4 separate regions of the Mus musculus genome follow, and regions 2, 3 and 4 are each linked to region 1. Evidence: chromatin contacts called from public ChIA-PET, Micro-C and promoter capture Hi-C data. All regions are on one chromosome and are shown on one strand. The core of a region is the stretch at or near the end of the contact, and the rest is flanking DNA. Distances in the headings are between cores, read along the strand shown.

Region 1 (7,212 bases), core at 2,674-5,173:
AAAATTATGGAAGAAAACTTCCCTAACCTAAAGAAAGAGATGCCCATGAACATACAGGAAGCCTACAGAACTCCAAATTGACTGGACCAGAAAAGAAATTCCTTCTGTCATATAATAATCAAAACACCAAACTGATGGACACAGCCAAACTTTAACTAGATCATTTGAAACTGGGATTCAAAACAATCCTTTCTTCCTTTTAAATTGTTTTTCTAGTTTTTACAGTGTTGGAAAATTTACTAGCTCAAAGCAACACCATGACTCCTTTGAAATGTCAATCTCCTATCAAATAAATCAACTTCTTCATAACCATTTAGAATTTTTAAGTGTACAAACTCATGATGTATTACACTAATATGTCAATCAGGTATATATGATGAATTCCCTCCAGAAACTCTGGGCACCAAGAGTTATGGTGAATTTCTGAATGGCAGGGCATATTATTCATAGAGGTAACTCTATATCTTTGAAATTCTCTGCTTACCTGTACTTTCCCCTGAGCCCAATGTTCAAGCTTTACCATTAGTAATTCAGAGCCACTTTCATGAATTTTCAGTCTTTGGCAAATTTTCACTCCAGTGGCTCTGTTCTCTTCTCAGCCTTGTAATTGGATTTAAGAAATGATGGTGTAGAGGAGTTTTAATCCAGATACATGGTTGCTCTGGCTTGGGGATCACATCCAAAGACCTTCTAGGTCTGTGTGAACCAGTTGGAATACATCACTCCTTCAATCCCTGGAGACAGAGGCAAGCAGATGTCTGACTTCATGTCCAACCTAATGTAGAGCAAGTTTCAGGTAAAGAAAAGCTTATGTCTAGGCATGGTGGTACACACCCTTAATCCTAACACTCAGGAGACAGAAGTATGCAGATCTCTGAGTTCTAGTCAGTTAGTTCAGTTGATTCAGTGATCTGGGAGTCAGTTGAGAGTCAGTGCAGTGGAGTTGAGTTTGTGGCAGTGCATTTGGTGGAGTGCAGAGGCAGTCTTACCTGGACATTTTACAGACACAGGTTATAGAGAGAACAAGTGAGACACAGGTGAAAACAGAGGCAGAGAATGAGAACGAGCCAGAAGATTAGAACAGATTGCTAGAGTGAGTTTGATGCCAAGCAGAGCAATTCAGTGAGAAACCCAGCTTCATCTTGATGGATTGAGTGCCAGGCTGGAAACTAAATTGAATCAGTCAGCGTGGAGAGGAGTTTGAGCCAGAATAGTTGAATTGAATCAGCCAGCCAGTATTCAGAAAGAACTAGAAAGGGTGAGCATTTATTCAGTAGTAAGTCTCAGAGGCTGAAAACATTCTAGGCCTAGATTAGATTGTACAGAGAATAGAAGCTTCCAGGACTAGGCCTAGGTTAGCAAACTGAGGCAGTAAGCCTGGGAGACTACAGTTACATCTTACCTTTCTCTTGAGGTATATCAAGGATTAAGTCATAAAAACCTGGCTGTCATTGTGAAAGTAGCAAGATGTACAAGGAAGAAGCTTAAAAGTTTAACAGACTTTGCTTAGCCTTCATGTAAGCACAAATATTACTGTTTGAAGATTAGTGGCTGGACTAATGTATCTAAACATTTTCCCATAGTTTTATCAGCTCCTTTCATAAGAAAAGACTTAAAGGTCCTGAAGAAAATGTTTCAGGTATCAACAAGACTTACGCGCGCACACACACACACACACACACACACAAATGTGCCCACACATACATATCACAAACACACAAAGATAAATGGAAAATAACAAAAATACTGAAATAACCTCTCAGTATAGGCAGGAGGGTTGCTATTTATCAGATTGCATTTGCTTTTAGCTTTGTTAAAAAACTTTCTAGACATTCTTCTTTCTCCAAACTAGGAGCCATCTTTAGTAGATTGTCTTTTAGTAAACATTTGAAAAACATCCCTGAGAAAATAAAGGAGTTCAAAGGTATTTCTTAAGAAACTAGTGAAGTTATTTCCTTCCACTCTGGTACTATGTAGAAGTATAATTTAAGTCACCTGCACCATTTTAAAGTTTATAGATATACATTTTAAAAGTAAGGGCTGAAATAATTACATTTCATTTGGCTCAATGTACAAAGGCTTATCTAAAATAAATAAAAAGTTGATAGCTTACAATCACCTTCCCGTTAAGTTTTCAAAATATGGCATATATTTTGAAAACCTTAATTCCAATAAGTCAGATTTCTATTTTGTAGAGCCAAATCTGGCTAGTGGCTTGAGCATAGCACAGGAGAGTCAGGTAGTACATTTTCAATTTTCATCTTTTTGATCCTCTGGAACTCTGTTGGGTATAATCTAAACTATCTATGTAGACTCCTTTCATTTTTCTTTTTTACTTATTTATCTTGTCTCATTTACTGGTAGAGGAGAGAGTGAAAAATAAAACATAAATCTAACCCAACAGTGATGGCTTCATCTAGCTCGATTGAGTGCCAGGATGATATTACTTTCAGTTGTACTCTATACAAGTAATATCTGCATGCTGCAGAGACTCTGAGACCCAAAAGTTCAGCTGGAAATTAATTAGCATCTTATTTATAGTTGCGGTTTTTAACATACATGCTGTTCCAAAATTGCAATCTTGGTACTATAATTCTATGTTTGATCAAACCCCTCTTCCTTCCCTGCCTGCTTCATGGAAATGCTCTCTCTGTTTCTGAAAATTCCACAATTATGTATCTCAGATTAGCAAAATATTTCTATGCCACTCACATCACCTCTGCTTGGATTCTCAGGTGGCCTTCCCACTTGGGAATATCTGCCTCTGCTTTTTTACTATAATGAATTTGCTTTTGCTTAAGTCTCTTCTGTATCTCTCCTAGAATTCTTTCTCTAGTGAGACCAAGAGTCTTTGGGATCACCAGTTGTAGTTTGGTGATAAAATGAGTTAGACTGTAAACGCTTGAAAGGCTACATGCGACTGGACTAACTTTTAGCAAAACCAGCCAGTAATTCTCCTAAAATGCGTCTCCCTCCCCCCAAATCCCTATTATGTAAGCATTCAGCATCTACTTAGAAAATGTAGAGACTGGGAACTTAGAGAAATGTAGAGACTGTGATGGTCATATATTGCTTCTACAGTGCATTTAGTTCCTTGGATTGTATTAGAAGGGACTCTCAGAATGTGAAGGGTTTTTGTTTGTTTTCCTCATAAAGTTCAGGTCATACCAGACAAACCTTTATCACCAGATGGGTCTTTCATATTGCTGACAGTCCAGTAACTTTTCCTCTTAGTGAATCTTACCAAGTTTCATTAATACTTCATGATTCTTTTCATCTGCGTTATCTCATTTTAATTTCTGAAATGCTTCTATCGCTATTGAGGTCTTCTTACCTCAGTCTGGTATACAGAACTTCCAGTGGGTTTGGCAAGTTATGTTTATTATTCAACCAATGCTGCTTCTATAAAACAGGGTTCTGGTGAGTTTTAGGACAACTGTCTCGGGAAGAATGGGCTGAAAGGGTAGGATGACAATGCATACCACATCTGTATCCTCGCTCATCAGTTCAAACTTAACAACAATGCAGTTTTTTTAGGCTAGCTTTTCTAAATTTGCCAGTCGCACCAGGCTATCGTCAGATGTTTTGTTTCGAAGGTCAGAAACAACTTCAGAAGTACAAAGTGGAGAATAATGAAACTCAGGGAAATCGAAACTTGAGCCTAGAGCAGGTGGGCGGAACCATCTAGTAACCACGGGACTGTGACTCACTGGTTTCTGCCTTCAATAGGAATTAATTACTCGGTGCCATTATCAGAACCAAGCGGGGATTAGGGAGTCGGCCGGAGGGAACCAAGAGTCGGACCACTAAAACTGAGCTGAAACTTGCTAGCGTGTACGCCACCCGACGCCAACCCCCGCATGGGCGGGGCCGAGGGCGGCCGGGTGCTGACGTGGCGACGTTGGCGTCGCGGTCGGTGACGTATGGCCGGCGCCCGCCCCGCCCCTCCGTCGCTCGGCGCGGGTGTGTGGGTTTGTGGGTCAGTGCCAGCTGGGCAGCCCTCGCGCGCTAAGGCGTGACAGCGAGCGACCCCCGCCGGCCCGCGTGTGCTGCGGAGGAGGTCGGGGCGCAGCCCTCCGCTCCGCTCCGCCGGAGTGAGAAGAGGAAGCAAACCTCCAGGAGGCCGGAGGCGCGCGTGGCGGCGGGGCTGAGGTGAGCTAGGGAGAGGGAGGGCGCGGGTGGCGGAGCCCGAGTGTGCGGCGGGGCGGGGCTGGTCTCAGAGTCCGGAAGAGCGCGGGTGGACCGAGCTGTCATCCCTCGGCTGGGCGTCCCGGCTCACCTAAGTTTGTAGGTGGGGGTTGGGGTGAAAACTCCAGCGCGATTGCCCACGTGTAAGGACAGAATGGCCACAAGATGAAAAATTTTCTGTTCTAGGCTTAACCTGTTTTTCTCCTCCCTCTCCCCTTATTTATATTACACATTCCTAGCAACGTCGTTCTTCGCCTACATCTGTTGGGTTGGGTTTCCCCCACAACACAGAGGAGCGAGTGCTTTGGGTCCTGGAGTTCAGGGCAGTGGGTGAATTTAACAATCGGAGGACTCTAGAATGTATTTTTTTTTTTTTTTAAATAAAGAAGTGTCTATGCTAAGGGGGTAGATGAAGTGGTTCTTGGTAGGATGCTGTAATTTCCTTTACCTTTAAAAGAAAGAAGTTCAGTCTACTGAGTTTGATATGCATCACAAGTGCAGTCTAATTGCTACCTGTGGTGTGGTTTTTGTTGTTGTTGTTGTTGTTGTTGTTGTTGTTGTTCCTGGATAAAAATTAGAACAGTCAACTATATCTACCCCCTTTTCAGATTCATAAGCTGAAACGTTTGTTTTCTGAGTTTGATTGTTCTCAAATTCCGCTTCTGAGTCTAGGCTGGACGTGCTCTAGCTCATGTTTTGTATTTAGTTTTTCACGTCATGACGATTATAATACTGGTGTTGCGCCGGGCGTGATGGCGCACGCCTTTAATCCCAGCACTTGGGAGGCAGAGGCAGGCGGATTTCTGAGTTCGAGGCCAGCCTGGTCTAGGACAGCCAGGGCTACACTGCCTCAAAAAAAAAAAAAAAAAAAAACCTAAAAAAAAAAAAGGATTACTTTATTCTATGAAACCCACTGCATAAGTAAGCCATCCACAAAGATAATACTGTGTTGCATTAAAATATTCATAGAGATGTCAGTTAAGTGTAGCTTAGTGTTATTTACATGAGTGAATTAATTTTGCAAGACTTAGTTTTCTTGATCCTTGTTGAATAATTTTTTCTAAAAAACTTGGTTCATTCATTAATTCATTCATTTGTTCACTCTTCATTCATTCCCTAGCACTGTGGGAGGTGTAGGACATAGAAAGTCCCTGTTCTCACAGAACTTTGTATAGTTAACTAGCAAACACTCTTTTAGAAGGGATGTTTAAATTAATAATTGGAAACAAATTTCTGGCTGGAAGCGTTTTCATTTTTTTCTAGTATTTACATTGGTTGTATTGATACCTCATGTCTGGCATAGGATATAGAAAGTCTACATACAAAACATTTTTATAAAGAGCCTATATGGTAACAGAATAAACTTTTTACTCTAATACATCTTTCTTGAGGATAGTTTGTATAAGTACAGTTTTCAACTTTGAGAAAGTGAGTATGCGCAGTTAAAATTTTAGCTCATGAACATCTCCAGAAATAAATGAAGAATTACAGAGGAGACAATAAGGAATCTGAGAATTCCAAATCTGAAAACCCAAAATATGAAGTACTCCCAAAACTTCATTACAAAGAACTTGTAAATAAATGTCATGAGGAACAATGAGCCATATCTGAAGTCTCCACCTCAACGGAGGTATTATACAGTTAGAGAATTCTGAAACTGTAGAGCTTTACGTTGAATTTTACATTTTCACTAGCACATATATTTTAACTCACTTATTCCCCACAAAAAATGAAAAAAATAACAATTAAAATGGAAAAAAAGCTCTACAATGTCTATTACTTGATTTCATTTCTCCTTTATCACCTAATATTAAATCTTCTATATATGTTCACCGAACGCATGTTTACATTTGTACACACACACACACACACACACACACACACTCAGGGGAGATAGGGAGGAGGGAGGCACTAAGCTAGTAGCTTAGTATAAGAGAAGACATGTTTCTCTTTCTTTCTGAGATAATATGACATCACTATGGGTCATTCTAAGCCAGTGGTTCTCAACCTTCCTAATGCAGCAACCCTTTAGTACAGCTCCTCATGATGTGGTGACCCTCAATCATAAAATTATTCCGTTGCTACCTCATAACTATAATTTTGCTACTGTTATGAATCGTTATGTAAATATCTGATACTCAGGCTGATATGTTACCCTTCAAAGAGTTGTGACCCACAGGTTGAGAATAAGTTCTGAGTATTGCCATATATATGTGTGTGTGTGTGTGTGTGTGTGTGTGTGTGAATGTATACATATATATGTGTGTGTGTGTGTGTGTGTATAGATATATGTATACTTATGTATATGTATGTGTGTGTGAGTGTATATATGTATGTGTGTGTATATATACACACACACATACACAGCGATTTTCATTTGTGGATGGACAATAAGGTTGGTTCTGTGTTCTTTTTATAGTTAATTAAAAAAAGTAGTAAACATGGGGTTACAATTATCTATATGGTATAACTGGGAGTTCTTCAGGGATACCCAGGAGTAAAATAGGTCATATGTTAGTTATATTTTTGATGACTTTCCAGTGGATTCCCATAATGCCTCTATTAATTTGCATATCTACCATCTGTGAATAAGGGTTCCTGTCTCCACATTCTCTCCAACATTTGTTATCAAACTTCTTGATGACCAGTATTCTGACTGGTGTTATCTTAAAGTTTTAGTTTGAATTTTCCCATTGGCTCTTAAAATACTAAAATGTTGAAGACTTTTAAACTAACTTGGTCATTGGTGTTTCTCTTTTTGAACACTGTTCAGTTCTTTAGCCCATCTGTTATTTCCTTGGTATTTAATTTTGTAATTCTTTGTAAATTCTGAATATTAACCCCTTTTCTGAAGTACAACTGGTAAAGACCTGTTCTGTGGGTTGTCTGTGCTGTGCTGACAGTTTCTTTGCTATACAGAACCTGGTATTTGGAGCTTTTATAACTGACTTGACATCAAAAGTAGAAAGTTGCACATTATCGGCAAAATTATTAAAAATATTGAGTAAAATCAATCTGGGACTT
Region 2 (7,212 bases), core at 3,263-5,762, 890 kb after region 1:
TCCCGGAACCAAGATGGCGACCGCTGCTGCTGAGGCTGAGGCCTTCTCCCGAGCCAGGCAGACACCTGTCCTCTGGTCCGGACGGTGGCCGGCTGTCTGTGGCCAGCAAAGCTGCTGCTTCAGCGGCTCTGTCTCTAGCCCTCTTTCTCTCCCTCCCTTACCCCTTCTCTCAACGTGACCATGGCCAGCCTTTCCCTTTCTTTTACCTTCTCTCTTTCTCTCTGCCTTTTTACTTTTTTTTTTTTTACCTTTTAATCTCTAAAACCATTAAAAAAAGTATCTGTACAGTGCCTTATACAGAGAGATACATTGAGTAGAAACTCCAGTTGCTGTACTCTAGATCAAATGTAACCTGCAATGCAAGAGTTTTGTAAAACTTATTATAGACACAGATATCAACACTGTTCATGTCTGAATAATTGTATCACATGGAAATATTGGAAATGTTATTAATAAACATTTATCAAAGCAGGTAAGAAAGCAATGAAATACAATGACAATTCTTGCTGTTTCATGCTACAGGTTGGGCCCAAGCAGGACACAAATATTTTCACTTGTTCAATCAACAATATTAGGAGGCACGATGGCCTCATATTTGATTTAGATAACTGAAATTAACAGGTATTTACTTACTTCCTTTTTTTTTTTTTTTTTTTTTTTTTTTGGTTTTTCAAGACAGGGTTCCTCTGTATAGCCTTGGTTGTCCTGGAACATACTTTGGCCTCGAACTCAGAAATCCACCTGCCTCTGCCTCCAGAGTGCTGGGATTAAAGGCATGCGCCACCATGCCCGGCTTTACTTACTTTCAAATGCCAAGATAAACATTAAAATTCTTATCATCTCACTCCAGAAGACTGAATGGAAACCACATTCTTTAAAGTGCTTAGCGTCTTATTGAGACCTCACTATATTTACTATAAAGGAATGGAAATATCTCTATAAACACAGGGGCTATAATCAAGATGAGGTAATGTTTAAGTTTATATAACATAATTAATCATATTTACTATCAAATACATTTACCATACCACCTCCAAAATATCTTCCTCCATGGCATCTTCATTATTCATGATACGTTTAAGGAAATGAATTTCAAGTCCTTGTGTGTTCATGATACTCTAGGATGATCATCTCTACCTCATGAAGTAGTTGTTCCTTCTAAATGAGTCAATAAACTACAACTATCTGGCCCAGAATTCCTTTCACATTTGTAACCACATTACAACTCATGACCCATTCTACATCTCAGACTTTCCTTCTCTCACAGTTTGTTCTTGAGACTCATGCTAACCTTAGACTAATTTGTGTGTTAATTTCTCATTATTCCCATTTGCCTCTAACAGCAGATATTTATATAAAGTAGAGAATATTTATACTTTGCTCCACTTTTTGCGACTTTACCACAGTGAGCTGCTCATTTATTTCTTAAATGGAAAGTGATAAGGGTCAATGAATGTGGAAGAGAAGAGTGAGTACAACAAGCCAATGAAGCACAGTAACTGAGTAAGGAGAGGTAAAAAGGAGATGATGTCATCTGAACAACAGGCCTTGTGTAAATGCTTCACCTATTTTTTAATTTAGAAAAATGCCAGTTAATCCCCTCATTTAAAAGGCTTCCCTCAACCAGATTTTGACAAAATACACAGCTAATTCCAAAAGAAAAATTTAATACAAGATATTTTAGAAAAAAAAAGCATATTTGTTTAAAAATTCTATTGTGTAAAACTTAACGTAACAGGGTAGTCGGGATAGCACATGCTCAGATTTGTGGGATGCTTGTACCCACATGCTCAAAACATAGAGTTGTAGCAGCCAAAGAGACCTTTTCAGTGTGGTTGGAAATTACTGACAAGAACCTTAGCTCCCCTGAAGGTCCCTGATCTCAGGTTGTTTTCCCAGGTGTTTGGCATCCCTTCAGCTCCTGTGCAAACCATTGGCATATGTCTTATGTCGCAGTTCTAGCTGGGTCTTCCCAATCTGTCCTACTGATGAAAAAGAAAAACAAACAAACAAACTAACAAACAAACCTTCTGGTAGGGACAGAGCTGAGCAGGTTGCAGGTGGCAGCAAGAACAGGTGGTGAGCAGATGTCTTCAGGGTGGGGGAACATGGACCCAGTGAGAAATGGACCCAAGGCAGCCACTCCATCCAATGCCTACACTTTACTTCAGATGCATAATGGAGACCATGCATCACAGCAACAGGGCCTGAACTTTTGGTGCAGAAATATTAGATAAAATATACAGCCCTACAGCTGTGAAAAGTTAGCAAAACCAACCTAAACAGCAAACATTTAACACTACCTTTAGTAAAACAGTGCACCATAGTTTGAAGAATGTTTGTTACAATAGACCCTTAAGAAGGTCATCTCTGCAAGCTTGTTGGTAGGCATGAATGAATGTGTCTTTATGGTAGAAAGAAGAAGCTAAAGAGGCATAGGCAAAATGGAAAAAGAAAGCTGTGTGTCCCAGATACCTTTCTGAGGCCTCTGCTGTAGGTAATGTGGACAGGCTATTCCACATGACTGAAAAAGAAAAAGGGCTGTATTGGTAGGTTTCCTCCAAGGGAAGATGGAAGGTATAGATGGAAGAAATGCTCATGGTTTCTAGATTTTACTAGAGAATATTTGGTTCTTCTCAATTTGGAGCTAAAAGTACTATAAGTAAATTTCTATCCTGTGGGCATCATGATGGCAAGTTTTGGTGTGTGTGGCTAGCACAGCCATTGGTAAGACCCAACGTTAAGGCATGTGGGGCCAAGAGCAGTACTCGGTGCAGGACTAAAATATTGTGCTTCTCTCTCAGATACAATGCTCATTTCTGTCTGGGAGTTTACCCTGGAGCTCATGTGTAAACATTTACTCTATTGACATCTATGACTGAAGATGAAATTCATTCTATATTTCCTGCTGTCTCAGTTTACACTTTTGTCCTCCCACCCATGTTACACTTTTGGAATTAGATGTTTTATTAATCCTTTTATGGATAAGAGAAAAGAGACAATGAGAATTTATTGTCTACACTTATCCACTGGAGCACACCCATACTAACTGATCATATGGTAGACATGCAGTCAGTGGATTCAACAAAATATCTCTCCAAGGATTCATTTATTCTAGGCCTTGTGTTGCTCTATGCTTTTGTTATCTATTCATATATTTTGAAATTATTTATACATTTCACTTGTTTTTTAAGTTACAACAGGAATAATATTTTCTGGGATACAAAATAGGTATATTACAGATATACATTGTGTAAGGAATAATTCAAGATGATATATCTCTCAACACATATGCAAAACATTAGATTTGTGAATTCAACACTTAATTGCTATATAGGTGTTACTGTACATAACATGTGCCACATTGAACAATACATCTCTGAAGAGAGTTCTTCCTGAGGAGTGAAACTTTATCGTCTCAGTGCAATTCCTTCATCAGATCACAGCCCTCACATCTGTCATATTTTTCCTTCTTCTAAGTGTTTGGCATCTTTAGGGTCCACACAAAAGATTTTCTCTGCAGAAGTCCTTTTTTTCCATCAACTTTTCAAATACTTATCCGGAAGACATGTTTTAGGAATAAAGATATTTTATTATTGAGATTTTTTTTTGTTTCACTTATTTCAGGCATTACCATCTTTATGCCAAAACGACAGACTCAGTTTTAATGTGTTTTAGGTTTTCATTGTCTTCTATCATAATTCTAAATATTTTACATATACTATTATTTTGTTTGTTAGGGTTCTTATTGACTTCATTAGCTTCATATAATCATCATATCAAATTCATACACATATACACATATATACATACTCATGAACAGAAAAACTCATCACGTGTCAATTACTAATTTGTGAGTATATAAAAACTTTCTTTGACAAAATATTTATCCTCTTAATTATATACCTTCTTGCCATTTTTATGTTTTTGGAAACATTCTCCTCCTCTGTGTGCAGAAAACTCCAACCAGCAGCATAAAAATGTAAAATAAGACTTAAAATATATAGTCACTTTTACTTTGTTTTCACATTACTCTGCACTACAATCCCAGATATCACATGTGTCATACTATCTCTTTTTCTGCTGAGGAATGGAACAGAAACTGAGTCTGTGAGTAAAACTCCTCTGTGAAGAATCAGGATGTCAGAGTTGCAGTGTGGAATAGCACACATAACACACACACACACATACACACACACACACATACATACACACAGAGAGAGAGAGAGAGAGAGAGAGAGAGAGAGAGAGAGAGAGAGAGAGAGAGAGAGGGGGAGAGAGGGAGAGAGAGAGAGAGAGAAATAGTGAGAAAGACAGAGAATGTGATAAGGGAGAGTGAAAAGTAAAATAAATGTTTAAAATATAAAGGTGTTTAACCCCAGGATATGTGTCCTAAAGGATGTGGCTTTTCTCTGAAGGAACTTGAGAGATATGAGTGTTTACGCAGTCATCTGCTCTTAGGAAATTACAGAGGTTTCCCTTCTCATAATAGCTATGATGTAGAAAACCCATGACAGGAAGGACCTGCCCTCAAGATGACAACTGCATATCTGATGTTACAGGACAGACATTTGTCAGACTGGCCCAAGAGAACAGCTACGAACATTGCCTGGACTCACCATGATCGCCATGCTCACAGTGCTGCTATACCTTGGTGAGGTATAATGAGGGGGAGTGGATGCTTGTGTTTGTAAGGGAACCTATTCGACAGCCAGGTTTAATTTCACATGGACATCCTAGGGGATGCCCTCTGGTTCTCAATGTGAAAAAGCTTTGAGAAAAAGGTTTTGTTTTTTTTTTTTCCAGCTCTTATTCTGGAACCCAGGACTGCAGTACAGGCAGGTGAGTGTCTCCAGCCATCCCAGAATTTGATTCTTCACTCTGATGATACAACCTCTAATCTACTTTCTAGTGTGTAAATTCCTCAAAATGGTGATGGGGGATTGACATTTATGGGCTAATGTCTTGTTCCATGGGTGTGTTCTGTGCTAAGATCTAGTGTCTGAAGGAAGATGTTCTGGGCTTTTGATTTCTTCACAGGACACCTCCCAAAACCCATCATCTGGGCTGAGCCAGGCTCTGTGATCGCTGCGTATACATCTGTGATTATCTGGTGTTGGGGTTCCTGGGAGGCCCAGTATTATTATCTGGATAAAGAGAAAAGTGTAAATCCTTGGGACACTGAAGTCCCTCTGGAAAACAGGAATAAGACCAAGTTCAAAATTCGATTTATGACAGCCTCATATGCAGGCATATATAACTGTTACTATAAGAGTGCTGCTGGCTTCTCAGAGCACAGTGATGCCATGGAGCTGGTGATGACAGGTGAGAGGACATCAGGGAACCATGTACAGGCTCTCTCCTCAGAAGGAGGTCTATTTTCCAGGAGCTCTTCTCTCAGAGTCCAATCCTGGAGGACAATGTGGGTAACTCATGTTCATTTCACACACTGCCCCTTGTATTCTAGGAGCATATGAAAATCCCAGCCTGTCAGTCTATCCCAGCTCTAATGTGACCTCTGGAGTTTCCATATCCTTTAAGTGCAGCTCATCCACACTATTTGGCAGATTCATTCTGATACAGGAAGGAAAGCATGGCCTCTCGTGGACCCTGGACTCACAGCATCAGGCCAATCAGCCAACCCATGCTACTTTTGTTCTGGATGCTGTTGCTCCCAACCACAATGGAACATTCAGATGCTATGGCTTCTTTAGAAATGAACCACAGGTGTGGTCAAAACCAAGTAACTCCCTAGACCTCATGATCTCAGGTAAGCACCTTCCACCCATAATCACTTAGTGTGTTGGGTCACTTGGGTCTTTTTCCTAAGATGATCTATGGCTTAGAATAAGAGGGAGGGAGCACTGTGGTTAAAAATACTGTTCAGTTCAAAAGACATTCACCCCTTGATACAGGAGTTGCAGTCAGAATCCCCTGGTCCAAATGCCTTTTTCCTTGACTCATTGTAATTTAGCAGAGACCTTTGAGAGAGACACACAGTTGATGAAGTGATCAGATAATGTCTCTGTACTAGTTATATTCCTATTTTTGTTGTAAAAACACCATGATATAAATAAAGTAACTTAGTGAGAAAAGGATTGATTTCATCTAACTTTGCATGGAGCATCAAGAAGGTAATGAAATGTAGGCATGCAAGCAAGAATTGAAGTAGGGATCTTAAAGGAGCACTGCTCACAAGTTTACTTGATAGTGGCTTGCAGTATTGCTTTCTTACACCATCAAGGTCTAATCCATTTAGGATTAGAATAAACCAGAGTGGTCTGGGATCTTGTAGATCAATAAATCAGGAAAATATTTCCATAGACATAGATGTATTTTCTCTATTGCAGCTGCCTCTTTCCAGATTTTTCTAGCTTGTATCAAGTTAGCAAAAATCTAGTGAGAACCATCTTCAGTGGCAGACACTGCCTATTTTCCTCTTGTTTTTATTTCCTAAAATCATGTGCCCAGGCTCATGTTAATAACTGGACACTGGAGACTTTTAGCACACGTGTTGCCCAGATTCAGTGTGGCAGTTCTGAGTCCCTCATAGTCTCTCTCCTTTCCAAATGTTCAATGATATACTTTGTATAGGATTGATGGGATGAGCTGTGATCTTCAAAGAGATCCAAGAACTCGGAGTCACAAAACCTTGTCTGCAACAGGGTCATATCCTTTTGAAATTAGTGTCCAGATTGAGATAGAAAGAAACAGGACATAGTAAAGTGTTGTGAACTCTAATGTTCATCTCTCCATCAACCTCTGGCAGAAACCAAGGAACAGTCCTGTACACCCACTGAAGATGGTAAGTGCGGGCTCTTCTAGCAGGTGGGTATAACAATATTTGAGATCATTATGAATTGGTGAATCCTTCTCTGAAGTTGAGAGAGTAGGAGATCTGGACTTATTTGCGACTTAGATGCTTTGTTCCTTACATTGCTTAGAACTCAGTATCTCTTTCTACCTAAAGTTCAGGTCCTCCTTTTCAAGATGTTCTAATGGCTTGGCTTCCTGAAATTTCTGATAAACTTTCTTCCTAGGCTCCATCTCCCTGAACAAATTTTGTTGAATAATAATGGTAGATAAAGGTGTTCTTTTGATATTCAGACAGGAAGAAAACTGACTTTTTCTGAGTATTTTTCTTGATGTCTGCTAGTGTAAAGGAACAAGTTTGCCAATACCTTCAATTTACTTCCAGTGCTTTCCTTGGGG
Region 3 (7,212 bases), core at 3,236-5,735, 860 kb after region 1:
CTCAACAGAGGAATGTATACAGAAAATGTGGTACATTTACACAATGGCGTACTACTCAGCTATTAAAAAGAATGAATTTATGAAATTCCTAGGCAAATGGATGGACCTGGAGGGCATCATCCTGAGTGAGGTAACCCAATCACAAAGGAACTCTCACAATATATACTCACTGATAAGTGGATATTAGCCCAGAAACTTAGGATACCCAAGATATAAGATACAATTTGCTAAACACATTAAACTCAAGACAACGAAGACCAAAGTGTGGACACTTTGCTATTCTTAGAATAGGAAACAAAACACCCATGGAAGGCGTTACAGAGACAAAATCTGGAAGTGTGACGAAAGGATGGACCATCTAATGATTGCCATATCCAGAGATCCATCCCATAATCAGCTTCCAAACGCTGACACCATTGCATACACTAGCAAGATTTTGCTGAAAGGACCCTGTCTCTTGTGAGACTATGCCAAGGTCCAGCAAACACAGAAGTGGATGCTCACAGTCAGCTATTGAATGGACCACAGGGCCCCCAATGGAGGAACTCGAGAAAGCACCCAAGGAACTAAAGGGAACTGCAACCCTATAGGTGGAACAACAATATGTAATAAGCAGTACCCCGGAGCTCTTGTCTCTAGCTGCATATGTATCAAAAGATGGCCTAGTCGACCATCACTGCAAAGAGAGGCCCATTGGACTTGCAAACTTTATATGCCCCAGTACAGGGGAACGCCAGGGTCAAAAAGGGGGAGTGGGTGGGTAGGGGAGTGGGGGTGGGTAGGTATGGGGGACTTTTGGTATAGTATTGGAAATGTAAATGAGCTAAATACCTAATAAAAAATGGGAATAAAAAAAAGAATTCCTGATCTCAGGTGAGGGAGCTAGAGAGTGTCTGTGGAATAACACTGCACCTGACACAGGTTCCCAGTGGAGACCCCGGTATGCAATGTGTCTGAGAACCCAAGGCTCCTGAGCCAATGGACACAGCATGCAGTCTGTGGCAGCTGTCATTCAGTAAATGGAGGATGAGATAATGAGAATGGAACCTGGGTTGGTCAGGTGAGCGATGGGTCTTCCCGTGACAGTTCTAGTCCTTCGGATATTCAGGGGTGAAGTCAACAGTCAGCACAATATGGTTGATCTTTACTCTTAGACCATACAAAGTTCCACCTCTTACTCATCTACTTCCTTTCAGGAAACCTCCAGAAACCCACCTTTTGGGCTGAGCCAGGTTCTGTGATCGAATCAAAAACTCTATGACCATTTGGTGTGAAGGAACCATGGAAACCCAAATATATTTCCTATATAAAGAAGGAAGCCCAGCATCCTGGCTCAGACAAATTCCAAAAGCATCCTAGTAACATGGCCAGGTTCTCTCTACCATCCATGGAAAAGCATAATGCAGGGTAACATCTCTGTCACTGTCATAATTTTGGTGGTGGTCACAGCACAGTGACACACTGGAGCTGGTGATGACAGGTGAGAGGACACTTCCAAATTCCTGGGAAATTCCTTTAGGAAAGCTGTATGTTCACTGTGGTGTCTCTTCCTCAAATCCCAGGAGAGTTGAACAATGTTTACCATATATTCCAGCTAACAGGCTTTCTATTTCCTTCTAGAAGTTTACTCCAGCAAAGTCACCCTGTCAGCCATTCTCAGCCCTGTGGTGACCTCAGGAACCATGTGACCCCTCCGTGTGACTCACAACAAGCATATAACAGGTTCAGGTGAATGAACAGTCCCCAGAGGACTCTCCACCCCCCCGGTGCCCTATCACACCCAGGATCTTAGGAATACTGCTGAGTGGAACACAACATCTATTGCAACACAACTGGGAGTGCCTGGTGCCAGCAGGAGCAGGGACACAGGAGCTCCACCCGACCAGCAGCTCAGGTTCCTTCTGGTCAGCGCTGGTCTACCTTGGTTTTGAACACAATGGACAGGCCCACAGTCCCCAGAGGAGGTACCACTTCCAGGCACTTTAACACTCCCAGGATCTTAGGATTCCAGGATCCCAGGAACCCAGGAGCTTGGTCACACCAGGATCTCAGGGTCTCAGAGGAAGCTTGACTGCCAAGAACTCTGACACACCCAGAATCTCAGGATCCCAGGATCCCAGAATCACAGGATCACAGAGAAAGCTGAACTCTGGGGAGTTCTGACTCAACCAGGATTATAGGAAGGACAAGTTCTAATCAGATATATTGAGGGCAGCAAGCACTTGAGATAATCAGATGGCAGGACACAGTCATAAGAACAGAAGCAACAGAAACCAAGATTACTTGGCATCATCAGAACCAAACTCTCCTACCCTAGCAAGTCTTGCATACACCATCACACCAGTAAAAGCAAGATACTGATCTAAAGTCACCTCTCTAGAGGATGATGGAGGACTATAAGAAGGAAATTAATAACTCCCTTAAAGAAATGCAGAAGGACACATCCAAACAGGTGAAAGAATTGAACAAAACTATCCAGGATATAAAGATGGAAGTAAAAACAATAAAGAAATCACACAGGGAGACCACTCTGGAAATAGAAAATGTAGAAAAGAAGTCAGGAGCCATAGATGCAAGCTTAACCAACAGAATACAAGAGATAGAAGAATCAATCTCAGGTGCAAAAAATACCTTAGAAAATATTGACACAATAATCAAAGAAAATGTGGAATGCAAAAAGATCCTGACCCAAAACATCCAGGAAATCCAGGACACAATGAGACCAAACCTAAGGATAATAGGTATAGATGAGAAGGAAGATTTCCAACTTAAAAGGCTAGTAAATATCTTCAACAAAATTATAGAAGAAAACTTCACCAAACTAAAGAAAGAGATGCCCATGAACATACAAGAAGTCTACAGAACACCAAATAGATTGGACCAGAAAAAAAAATTCTCCCATCACATAATAATCAAAACAGCAAATACACAAAAGAAAGGAAGAATATTAAAAGCAGTAAGGGGAAAAAGACAAGTAACATATAAAGACAGACCTATCAGAATTACACCAGATGTCGCACCAGAGACTATGAAAGCTAGGAGATCTTGGGCAGATGTCATACAGACCCTAAGAGAACACAAATCCCAGCCCAGGCTACTATACCCAGCAAATTACCATAGATGGTGAAACCAAGGTATTTCATGACAAAACCAAATTTACACAATATCTTTCCACAAATGCAGCCCTTCAAAGGATAATAAAGATAAAACTCCAACACAAAGAGGGAAACTAAGCTCAGAAAAAAGCAAGAAAGTAATTTTCAATAAACATAAAGAAGATAGCCAAATGAACAAAATTCCAACTCCAACAACAAAAGTAACAGGAAGCAACAATTACTTTTCCTTAGTATCTCTTATCATCAATGGGCACAATTTCACAATAAAAAGACATAGAATAACAGACTAGACACATAAACAAGCCCCATCATTTTGCTACATACAGGAAATGCAACTCAGTAACAAGGTCAAGCACTACCTCACAGTGAAAGGCTAGAAAAATTTTCCAAGCAAATGGTCCCAAGAAAAAAGATAGAGTAGCCATTATAATATCAAATAAAATTGACTTCCAACCAAAAGCTATCAAAAAAATTGAGAAGTACTCTTCATACTTATCAAAGAAAAAATCTACCACAATGAACTCTCAATTCTGAACATCTATGCCATAAGTGCAAGGGCACCCACATGTGTAAAGGAAAACTTGCTAAAGATCAAAGCACACATTTTACCCCACACAATAATAGTGGGGAACTTTAACACCTCACTGATCATGGAAACCGAAACTAAACAGAGACACAGAGAAACTAATGCAAGTTAGGAATCAAATAGATTTAACAGATGTCTAAAGAACATTTCACCCTAAAACAAAAGAATATACCTTCTTCTCAGTACCTTATGGTGCCTTCTCCAAAACTGACCATATAACCTGACAAAACACAAGCCCCAGGGATACAAGTAGTTTGACTAATGGCATTCCTCCAGGGAGCATGAGTGCCTGAAACATTGAGAGAGAATCTGCAGTGTCAGATGAGGAACTTTGTTCAGAATAGAAATGTTGAGAAAGAAGAAGTGGTGAGTCTTAGATGCAGAGTGTTAAGGGGGAGGGCTGACTCTTCTAGTAATGAGGAAGTCAGAAAACAATGAAAAGAGCAAGCAATGAATGATCCATGCTGGGGGAGGCCTAAGCTTCCTTCAGTGAATCAACTAGGTCTTGTGAACCTTTCCCCCAACCTCCTTCTCCTGGGCCTTTCTGTCTTGTAATGGTCTTATTCACTTTCTGGTCAATCCAGGAAAAATGTGGTTCTCTGTAGGTCTTATTTCCTCTCTTACTTCTGACATTAAATTCTAAAACTTTTGTCCTAAAGTGTTCCCATTGCAGTCCCCTGGCAGCTGTGCTCCCTGGAAATTAAGCTCTTCAACCTCTTGAACTACATACAGGTTTCTCACTGTACATGACCTCTTGAACTACATATAGGTTTCTCACTGTAAACGATGTTTCCTGTTTTTTATGAGCTGTCACCTATTCTGAGGTTGAATGTGGTGAGTCAGCTCTCATTAGGTGATTTTTGTTCCTGTAAACTATGACTAATCCCCATTTGTCTAGATAATGCCATAAAACTCCATGCTTCACCTATTTGATTGTTGGTGTTATTCTAACTTTGCTCTGTCATCAGCTCCATATCTAGCATGAATAGATGATTGTTTACAATTACCCAGAAATAGTTCTATACAAAGGTTTGACTTACTATTCATATGATGAAATCTGGATTTCCTGAGTGGCTGTGTATAAAGGAGGGGAATTTAAGGTCACCCCTAAAGCAAGGATATCACATATATACTAATATTACCTGCCTATGTTACTAATGTAGCTCCCTGATATCCTGATGCATTCTAACTGAACTATGTTGGTACCAACCTCACTGACCACAGTGTAGTTTTCCCTTTCTGCACCCTTTAGCTCCTCTAGCATTCTGTGACACAGCAAGTAGCTGTGATTACAGAGATGTGACCTACCTACAGAAGACAGGTCCCATCATTATTCCTTCATGCTTTAGAGGTTCTTGGGGCAAATGTTCTCCCAGCACAACTATAGCTTTTTAAATAATGCATGACAACACTTTTATGCAGTGATAAAACCATTCAATTACACTGTTACCTCAACCCTTGGCTGGTTGGTAGATCTCTATGAGTTCAAATCAGTCAGACCTACATGATGACTTCCAGTAGAACAAGAGCCACAGAGTGGGTCTCTGTCTCAAACCACAAAACAAAACAAAACAAACAAACAAACAAAAAAAAAAACCAAACATTGACCACACACTTCTAAGGAGAACAAATGTAACTCATTGGTTCATTAACTGGATTTGTGTGGAGTCTTATCTTTTTTTCTGTCACTGGTGTCTCATCTTGGGTGAGTAGGCATTGTTCATGTATACCAAGGATTTGTACATCCAACATTCCCTAAGCATCTCAAGAGTCAGGATGCCAACTGGTCATTAGTGTGGTCTGGTTAAAGGAGAACCAAGAAGAAGCTCTGTGAGGAACAACCAATTCTGAGCCCCCTCAGATGAAAGTGCTGGCTCAGAATGACACCAGTTTCACCAGTATTTTTGTTTTTGGTTTTTGTTTTGTTTTGTTTGTTTGTTTGTTTGTTTGTTTTTTACATTAAGTCCATAGTGACTGAGTCCATTCAAACAGATGTAGATGCATACAGTGGAAACTGTCTGCATGAAGAGACCACAGCCAGATTTGGAATTGTAATGCCAGCAGAAGGCAGTAAGAAGGATGATAAATTTGAGGTCTGCATGAGATTCAACAGACTCCATCTCAGAAACCAAAAACCAGAACTAAGAAACTAAAAAAAGTAGAACAGGGGAACAAGGGTGTGGTTCCCACAAGATCAGTTCCCCTTCCCCAGTGGCTGATAGTACCACAAGCAGATGACACAAAGAAGAACACAGACTGTTTAGATCATATACTTTGTGTCTGTCGATTTGGCAAGAAAACAAATTATCAGCACATTTGTGGCAAGTGGATGATGGCATGACCCCCATTCTCATAGCCATGCTGTATCTTGGTGAGGTGTGAAGGTTGGGAAGGAGAATTATTTCCTGAGAGGAAAGCCACTTTACAACCATGCCTTAGGCTATCAGGGTGTTTCAGCAGCTGGGAAACAATTTGTACATGGAGGACCTACCCAGACGTTAGTGCAAACACTCATGGATAACTCTCTTGCAGGACTGATTCTGGACCCCAGGAACCCTGTGCTGGTAGGTGAGTGTCTTCCCAGGTGTTGCACATTGTACATACTCAGTAAGAATCGAGGTTTACCCCTGTCGTTTGGGATGCAAAACAAGTCTTGAGCCAGGAAGCTGGTGTCTGAGGGTGATGTCCTCATATCTACATGCTGATTTCTTTTCAGAGGCTTCATTTAAACCCACATTCATGGGGGTGCCGAGCAATGTGTAAGCATAGGGAACCAGATAACCATCTTCTGTACAGGGATCTTACAAGTCACAAAATACCATCTCCATAAAGAAGGAAGTCCACATTATCTGATACCAGCAACCATTCTAGAAACTGAGAATAAGGCCACATAGTCTATGTCCTCTATTCAGTGTCACAATGTAGGTCGATATTGTGTTCCTGTATATGCTACTTTACCACATCAGAAGAAAAAAAGTGATAGCATGGTCCTGGTGGTGGCAGGTGAGAAAACCATTCCCATACTGTGGATCTTCTTGAGTGAAGGAATGTGTTTACTACTGACTCCCTTCCTTAAATCTGAGAAGAGTGGAACAATGCTTCCCAGATAAGTCTACTTAACTGGCTTGTTTCCCTTTTTTTTTTTTTTTTTGGAGTTTACCCCCCCCCCCAAAAGTCACACTGTTGTTACCTCAGGGGTAAATGTGAGTCTTCAGTGTGCATCACAAGAGGTAAACGACAGGTTCATTCTAATGGAGGACTATGAAAAGTTCTCCAAACTGATCTCTCCCAGAATAAATACACTGGGATATTCCAGACCATGTTCACAGTGGGTTCTGTGATCCTCAACCAGAGGTGGATATTACTCAAGTATCACCCAGGTGTGCTCAGAGGCAAGTAGCAAGCTAGAGTTCTTGGTTTCAGGTAAAGAAACCCTAGCATTTTATTTGAATGGTATTACAACTGACACAGGATCCCAGGGAAGGACACGATGTGTGGTGGGTGATTGAG
Region 4 (7,212 bases), core at 3,264-5,763, 800 kb before region 1:
TTCCAAGGCTTTGAGCTCACATTTTCTCCTTTTTAAAGTTTTTTTTCCTTAAAAATGCAGTATTAGATCAAAATTTTGTCTAGAAAAATTCTCATCATTGGCTAGTTTTCTGATGAAAAATTTTAAATTTACTTCCTCTCTTGACTCACAAGTAGCAATATATACAATAGAAAATTATAGAAATGCACATTTCTTTTAATATGAATTTTTTGAATAGGCAATATACTGCCCAAGGATTACGGTTATCCCCAAGTCCACTACTGCCATTTACAATAGTAGGAAGAGATAATGAGGAAAGGGGTAACTACATCACTGATGACAGTATAACCTTATTAAGAAGTGCAAAGGGCAAACTGTTGAACTTGTATTTTACTATTAATATCTGTTCATTATTAACAAATAGAGCATAAGTTAGATCTTATAAAATTTTACAAGTTCATCATATTGAAGACTATCTAATTTTAAAAGAGTGGTATGAATACTATTTAAGTTCTTATATTACTATGGTTATATTTTCTCTACATAGTAAGAAGACACCGCAATGTATTCATTTCATCATAGCAAGGTTTTTACTGTATATATTTACTTAACACATTATCAGAAAATGCTGATTGAAAATGTATACACCTTCAAATGCACTAACAGACATTGATTTTTCTAAAAGATGGAGGCATAACTGCAATGTCAAAAATAAGTATCATGAAAAGCTAGTTCTGCAGTCCAGCAAGCAATCCCATCAAACAATTCCACTATTTGAGCACTTTAAAAGGAACACCTAGTGCTGAAACCAAGGGTATCTAGCGACTCCTTCAGTCCATGTTTGAAACATCACTTATAAAACATGTTGAAGCCAAACATATCCTGTCTTGTATTTGCTGTCTCATTTTTCCCATTCTATTTGTTCATTTTACTTCTTCACTCTAGTAGAGATAATAACGACAGCCAGGGGAAAATACATATTCTTGGTTGCTTTCATTTCCTGCTATAATTGATATCTACTATCTGAAAAGAGCATGTTCTGTTGTAATCAAATTTCTGCAATTTTTGCAGTGTAGCTAGCATTTCATGGAGCCACAGTAAGCACACCACAATTTCTTCTTCATGAATTTTTTTAACATGAAAGTATTTGCCATAGCAGTTCTCATCAGCCTACTTACAACTAGCACTGCCAGGTACTTATGTGGCATCATTGTTGGTTATCTAGTAGGAAAGTAAAAGAAAAGCCCAGGGTTCATGAAATTCATGCAAAATAAACTTTACAAAGATCTAATATAAAATTTCCCTTAGTACTAAGTTATCTCCAAAGAACCAACATTACACATCTCTTAAATTGGGTTCATTTATAGTCATTAACTAAGTTCAAAAGCTTTAACTTAACAGATACCAACTCCACCTGTCCAATGGAACGCCTGTGATACCAGGGACTAACCTTTCTTCAGGACCTTGGACAGCACTTCAGACAAATTTATTCTCAGTTATTGAAAATAATAAAATGAATGGATAGCATGCCATTTGAAGTGACAGTGTGCATATTTCTATTACAGAGTCAAGTACTTTGAATCGTTGCAGAACACACAGTCAAGAGATCAGCTTTGTGAAATGTGTTTTGTGTGTCTTTCAATGTGAGTCATGTGTTGTTTAACACATCTGAGACATACTAACAGTGATCTCTTTGCAGTCAGTACTACTACAAAAGCCACTGACATTCACTTGAGACCCTTCAGGGTGACTAAAGGATTCATTTTCACTTACAAAAAAAATCAGCATGAAAAAATTTTAAGATGCTAAAGCATGTTGTCAATATTCAGTGGCTTAAAACATTTCTTAAATGTACTATTAGTTATCACTTTTAATCACCCGCCTCCAGATTTCCATCTGTTAAGAGGGAAAACAAATTAATAGTCCTTTCTATTAAGCTTCACTCTTCAGATCAATAGCATCAACTCAGTAAATTTACCTTTCAAACACACACACACACACACACACACAATGATCTAGCATTATAGAAGATGCTACTATACTATAACTACTATATGGATATTTTGAAGTTATTGGAAGTATCTCCTCAATACTGGCACTATCATCATAGTTCTGAGGATTAATAGTTCTTAATCTATATTTTACTGATCACATTTAATTATCTTAAAATTGTATCAGTTCTATCTTTGCTTACTTTTTAATAGAAAATTTAAAAAAAAAAACTTGATTTAGGTTTTCAGTGATCATTAAAATGTATGCTTTGTCCTATGCCTTCATTTGCTTTGCAGTTATTTCAACCACATGGCAATCCTTATTGCTAAGAGCTAAAGCTCTGAGGGTCCCAAGGTCAAAGCAGAGATGAAAAACGGCAAACACACATGTGTGCTCACACAGAGAAAAGCTATGTCTAGAATAAAGCCTTAAAGTATCAGGGAAGGCTAATACGAAGAACTATCAAGCTTACAATGAAAATAAAGAAGGGAAATGTATATTGTGTCCATGCAAAGCTTGTTCCTACAACAACATCAACAGTGAGAAGGACGAAAGACATTAGCTCCATCTTTCACTGCACTTCTGTATTACCTGACACTAATGACCTCTTCTTCTTGGGCACTATTACTTTAGAAGCAATTTTAGTTTCCTAGTCTCCGGGTGAAAATGAATCTTATTCTAGTTAGCTGCCACCTGCTGGGGCATGAACAAATGTGTAATAATCCTTATAGCAGAACATTTAAAAGACAATTCCTATACTTTGGCTAGAGACAGCAAATGTGTATTCTATAATAATCTAAATTTTAAAACCATCTCAATGGTTCTTCCACAGAAAATATTCAGTGCATTTAGATTTTCTCACACAAGTGAGAGGCTTCTGCTGACCCTCTCACTGTTGTTCTGCTGTTATGGGACATTTAAGAAACCTCACTGTATAGTAACACCTAAGGTGTTATTCCATGCAAGTGGCCTATTGTGTTGAAGCTTAGCTAAAAAAACAGCCTACTCAATCATGACATTAAAGGGGAAACAGAATGAAGTCCAAGACAGAGATCAGTTGAAACCACACTGTTGCATACGCATCCATGATTTCTGTTATTCCTTGGGATTCTAAACACATTACCAACTGTGGTATTAACATTCTGCTACGTTGGTGGCTAATGATATTTTTAATTTTAATTACTATTTAGATGCTAAAAATGTATCTTAATTAAGAAATTGAACCAAAGAGATTTGTGTCGGTAAAGCTCCTTTTAAAAAATTCAGCATGTGCAATCTTCAGTGGATTTAAATTTAAAAAAAAATAGATGTTTTACTATTTAGTCATTTTCTGTCTTTTCTTCCCCTGTGCATTTCAATTCTTTAACGCCTAAGTTTCTAAGGACATTGAGAGTTCATAAGCTTACTTGATTATTGCAGGAGTCTATTCTGCAAAGTTATAAAGTAAGGAAGTAAAACAAGACCAAATTAAAACGCAATTGCACATCTTCCAGCAAGTAAACTGCAGACTTATTTAAATGAATTAGTCATATTCTTGTGAGATGAAAAAAATTAATCCATAAGGTAATTTTGATGAGAGATACTTACAGTATGAAGATGAAGAAATGTTAAACGGTAATCTGTTCGTTTCGTTACCAGAGGGTAGTTTCTAATATCCTCCAACCCCCAAATCCAAAATCATCTTAGAAGCATTAGTCCTGTTTGATTCTCTCTCTCTCTCTCTCTCTCTCTCTCTCTCTCTCTCTCTCTCTCTCTCTCTGCTACTACTGCTACACACACACACACACACACACACACACACACACACACCCTTCCAATACTCCAGAAGATAAAAATATGAGGAAATGTGGTTGGTTAAAAGTTCTGAATCTTTATGATCCACCTCAGTGATGCAGTTAGTCCTTACCCCTGTGGGATGCCCTGAGAGTTTTTTTTTTTTTTTCTTCCTGAAGCTTTTAATACTGTCCTCAGTATTAAAATAATCTCAACTTTCTCACCCCAGAGTTATGAATCAGGGAGATAGTGGGACTGGTGGACGAAAGAGGGATGAGGAGTTGTTATGGCACAAAGATACACAGCTTTCCTGCGTCTCTTCGCCTTGAGCGTTGAGTCCCGGTAGCTGAGTACACATCTGACAGATCGACTTATTCAAATATTTTACGTGGAGAACACCAGCCAGGAGCCAAATGAGCCACTTTCATCCTTGCGGGGCACTGGCTGCAGCAAGTGAGACAAAGCCCTCCAAGCGGCTGCATCCAGCAGGTGCCTGGAGCGCACGAACTCAGCCGGGCAGCGGTTCCCCTCTTCCTTTCCTGTCCGCGGCTAGTGCTCCTCGCGGGTCCGCAGTGCCTCCGGACCCACAGCGAACGCCCTGGGATTGAGCTCCAGGGAGGGTCCACCGCTGGCGAGTGCTTACCTGCGGCTAGGGTGAAGAGGGAGGGTAGGGACTGGGGTAGTCCTCTCAGAGCTGCGGCAGGAGGCGGTTCAGCGGGAAGTCCCGGGCTCCCAGCCTCGGCCACGCAGCCGCCAGCGAGAGCGCAAGTGACGGCGGCGGAGACCGAGACCGCGGAGCCGCAGCGGTGGCGCTGGAGACAGACACGCCTCCTGGCGGGGGTTCCTCTCCTCTTGCTTTAAAGGCGCCGCGCTTCTTTCCCCGCTGCTGTTACTAGCTCCAGGGCACCCAGGCCCACCCAAGAGCACGGTGCACTCTTTATTTCAAGAACTCCAGGGAGAGAATTCCGGGTACTGACCACCTAGTGCTTCCGGAACCCTCGGCCCTGATTTCGTCTCCTGCAAGCAAGCACATCCACATCCAGGCATAGGGGAACAGGGACAGAGATGCTCTGAATGACAGTGGGTAAGGCAAAAGGGACAAGGATTGATTTTGCCTGCTCTGAGAAGCTACACTGAGTATAAGGACTCATAGCTTCTGCTTCTGGGTGGCTGCTTTTTTGCTGCTCCTGAAACCATGGCAACGAGACTTCTATGTTGCCAGCATCTGGGGAGCAGCTGGTTGTCTCCAAAGTGACCCTTTTGGTTCAACTACTGCATTTCCCATTCAGGTTGGTGAGGATCATCTTGGTTTCTGCATCTTCTACTTCTATCCTGCTTCTCAAGCTAGATGGGTTTTGGTCTCTCCTGGTGTCCAGTAGCAAAAGAAATGGACTTTCAACATCAAGAAGCTGGCAGGAAATCTCAGCACAGGTCTAGCCCCTTTATATCTGATTTTGTTCTTCAAGCTAGGTCCCTGAACTCTGAGGGAATTTGAGGCCTGGCAAGCACAGAACCTGGAGTCCTAGCTGTCATGGTTGGGAAAATGAGCATATAGAAGTACTTAAATATGAGATATTGAAAGATGTTTTTAAGGAGAAGTGGGAGGAGGAGGGTGCCTAAGTCCTAGGGTCTTCCCAAGGGTTGCTTCCTGGAGTCAGGGGTGGGGACAGGAGGCAGAGAGCACACCAGACTCCTCAGGCTTCTCTGGAGGAGCGATTAGCTTCTGCAAACAATCCCGGATTTGCTCTCCTCTGGGTCAGAAAAGTCAACATGTATTCAATACCTTTGCTACTTTATCCTCAGCCCTGCAATATTAACTAGAGTGGAGACTTAGCAGTTCCCCCCAGAGTACATTGGTGAGCTACTATTCTCGAGGAGGTTTAAGAGAGGCCAAGCTTGAACAGGCTTGGCAGACCAGCCCAGGAGACAAATTTCAAAGGGATTGTAATAGGAAGCAGGCCAGGTGGAATTCCTAAGCTCAGTGGAGCCTAGAGGCAACTGCAGTCCCAGGAGCACTCCAGTCTAATTCTGAAGGGCTGGAAGCAGAGGCTCCTGTTCACCCTACAGCAGACCAACAGGCCGCAGAGAAGCGTTTGTTCTTTTGCTGTATTTTGTTTGTTTGTTTGTTTTGTTTTACCTGCAGCCATTGCTATCCCAGAAGAGTAAAAACTTTCCTGAACCTGTCTCGGTATGCCACACATTCTGGGCTAACATCTGACTCAGTCCTAGCCAAATCCTCACTATTTACTACGTTGTTCACCATCCTAGGCTCTCTACACCGTATCACACATACACCACACATTTACTGTGCTTAGCTGTCTCTGGGAGACATGGGCTTAAGTTAAGAAGAGATGAGTTAGTGGCATGGAGTGTCCGTTTGTGGTTTATAGATCTCAGGAATGGCTAGAAGGTTCCTGTAATTAAGGCAACAGCGGCCTTGTTGTACGAAGAGAATAAATAGTCAATGACTGTATTGTGCATCCTGGACGGGACAGCACAGACGCGTGACCAGCTCCAGGCGCCTGGGCTCCAGCTGCTGTGACCTGCAGCCTAATAGGCCCTCCAAGAACAGTGCAGTTCTGGCCAGGCTCAGGAAAAATTGCTCTATTCAGCCTTATTGCCTGATGAGAGTAATGAAGACAACTTGTCTACTAGCCAAGGACACTCTCCATGTCATCTTAATATCACACACCCCTTTTCAGCGAGAGAGACAAAACACCTGCCAGTAGATGCCATGGAAATCCCTAGGTGACGGCATCCAGCTGCTTTATGGTGATTCTGAGAGTGTGGCGCAGGGAAGGTCTTACTTATTGTGCTTTAAGATGCCAGGATCAACCTTCCCCTGCTGCTGGACTCTGGCCCATATTGTATCTGGGGAGAGAAAGCTTAAGGAAAATCTCTTTTAGTGTATGTTTGTCTTAAGGATCTAGTTATGGATTTCTTTTCCAAGACAAACTTCACACACTTATAAAGAACTATACAACTATAACAGGGCCTACCAAGGAAAGGGGGAAAGGGGGAAAGAGCTGAGAGAAGAGTGGTACAAACCCAAAGTATGCAATCAAAATGGAGACTGGCAAAAGGGCATTATAGTGTGTGTTTTTATTTAACCCTTCCAAGCCCTCTCAACTGCTACAGAGATATGTCTTATAATTTATTTAAAGATCTATAAGTTATACATCTAAAGATTTGGAGTCCTTCTGAGGAAACCATAAATATCTACACCCTCAGTCACCCTAAGGGCATGTTCTATATTTGAAAAAGTCACCCCATCCCTAAGTCTTCTACTGGAAGCTGCTATACCCCTTCTTGACTATTCAAGGTGCTGGTCTCTTGGGGCCTTAATAGCTCCTGAGGCAACTGGGACCACCTTGAACTATCCAACTCAACTTTGGGATTTGTTGTTTTCAGCTTTGTTTTGTTTCAACCTGGCTCTGTTGAGTTGGATGCAAAGACAGCAAGTGCCAT

The links. Promoter capture Hi-C pulls out the DNA fragments that hold promoters and counts their contacts. A called contact is a pair of places that touch in the nucleus more often than the background predicts. ChIA-PET counts read pairs in DNA pulled down with a chosen protein or histone mark.
Region 2: a contact with region 1 is called in an RNA polymerase II ChIA-PET map of memory CD8 T cells, with 14 read pairs. The contact joins the promoter of Lilr4b here to the promoter of Ascc3 in region 1. A contact is called at or near these places in 2 of 115 datasets of contacts at active chromatin or transcription factors (bone marrow-derived macrophages and memory CD8 T cells) and 1 of 9 other capture datasets (macrophages).
Region 3: a contact with region 1 is called in a promoter capture Hi-C map of pre-B cells, with 5 times the contacts expected there. The contact joins the enhancer-like site here to the promoter of Ascc3 in region 1. A contact is called at or near these places in 3 of 39 promoter capture datasets (the C10 cell line and pre-B cells), 3 of 115 datasets of contacts at active chromatin or transcription factors (bone marrow-derived dendritic cells, memory CD8 T cells and pro-B cells) and 1 of 9 other capture datasets (liver).
Region 4: a Micro-C map of embryonic stem cells shows a contact between it and region 1, with 3 times the contacts expected there. The contact joins the promoter of Grik2 here to the promoter of Ascc3 in region 1. A contact is called at or near these places in 2 of 39 promoter capture datasets (embryonic stem cells and hippocampal neurons), 1 of 484 Hi-C or Micro-C datasets (embryonic stem cells) and 1 of 115 datasets of contacts at active chromatin or transcription factors (astrocytes).

The regions. Positions count from the first base shown.
Region 1 is chr10:50,588,746-50,595,957 of GRCm38.p6, forward strand. Ascc3 (activating signal cointegrator 1 complex subunit 3) reads left to right here and starts at 3,924. Exons shown (of 42, transcript NM_198007.2): 1 at 3,924-4,152.
Region 2 is chr10:51,476,100-51,483,311 of GRCm38.p6, forward strand. Lilr4b (leukocyte immunoglobulin-like receptor, subfamily B, member 4B) reads left to right here and starts at 4,513. Exons shown (of 9, transcript NM_008147.2): 1 at 4,513-4,654; 2 at 4,807-4,842; 3 at 5,041-5,325; 4 at 5,468-5,770; 5 at 6,770-6,805. The coding sequence starts at 4,621.
Region 3 is chr10:51,450,061-51,457,272 of GRCm38.p6, forward strand. No RefSeq gene overlaps it. Among named protein-coding and RNA genes, the nearest start is that of Lilr4b, 27 kb to the right of the region's middle. Within about 2 kb of position 4,486, at least 124 of the 459 cell types and tissues checked have an H3K27ac peak or open chromatin away from gene starts, as enhancers often do. A contact at or near this core is called in bone marrow-derived dendritic cells, memory CD8 T cells, pre-B cells and 1 more, where this site is marked.
Region 4 is chr10:49,784,241-49,791,452 of GRCm38.p6, forward strand. It overlaps Grik2 (glutamate receptor, ionotropic, kainate 2 (beta 2)), which reads right to left and starts at 4,514. Exons shown (of 17, transcript NM_001111268.3): 1 at 4,388-4,514.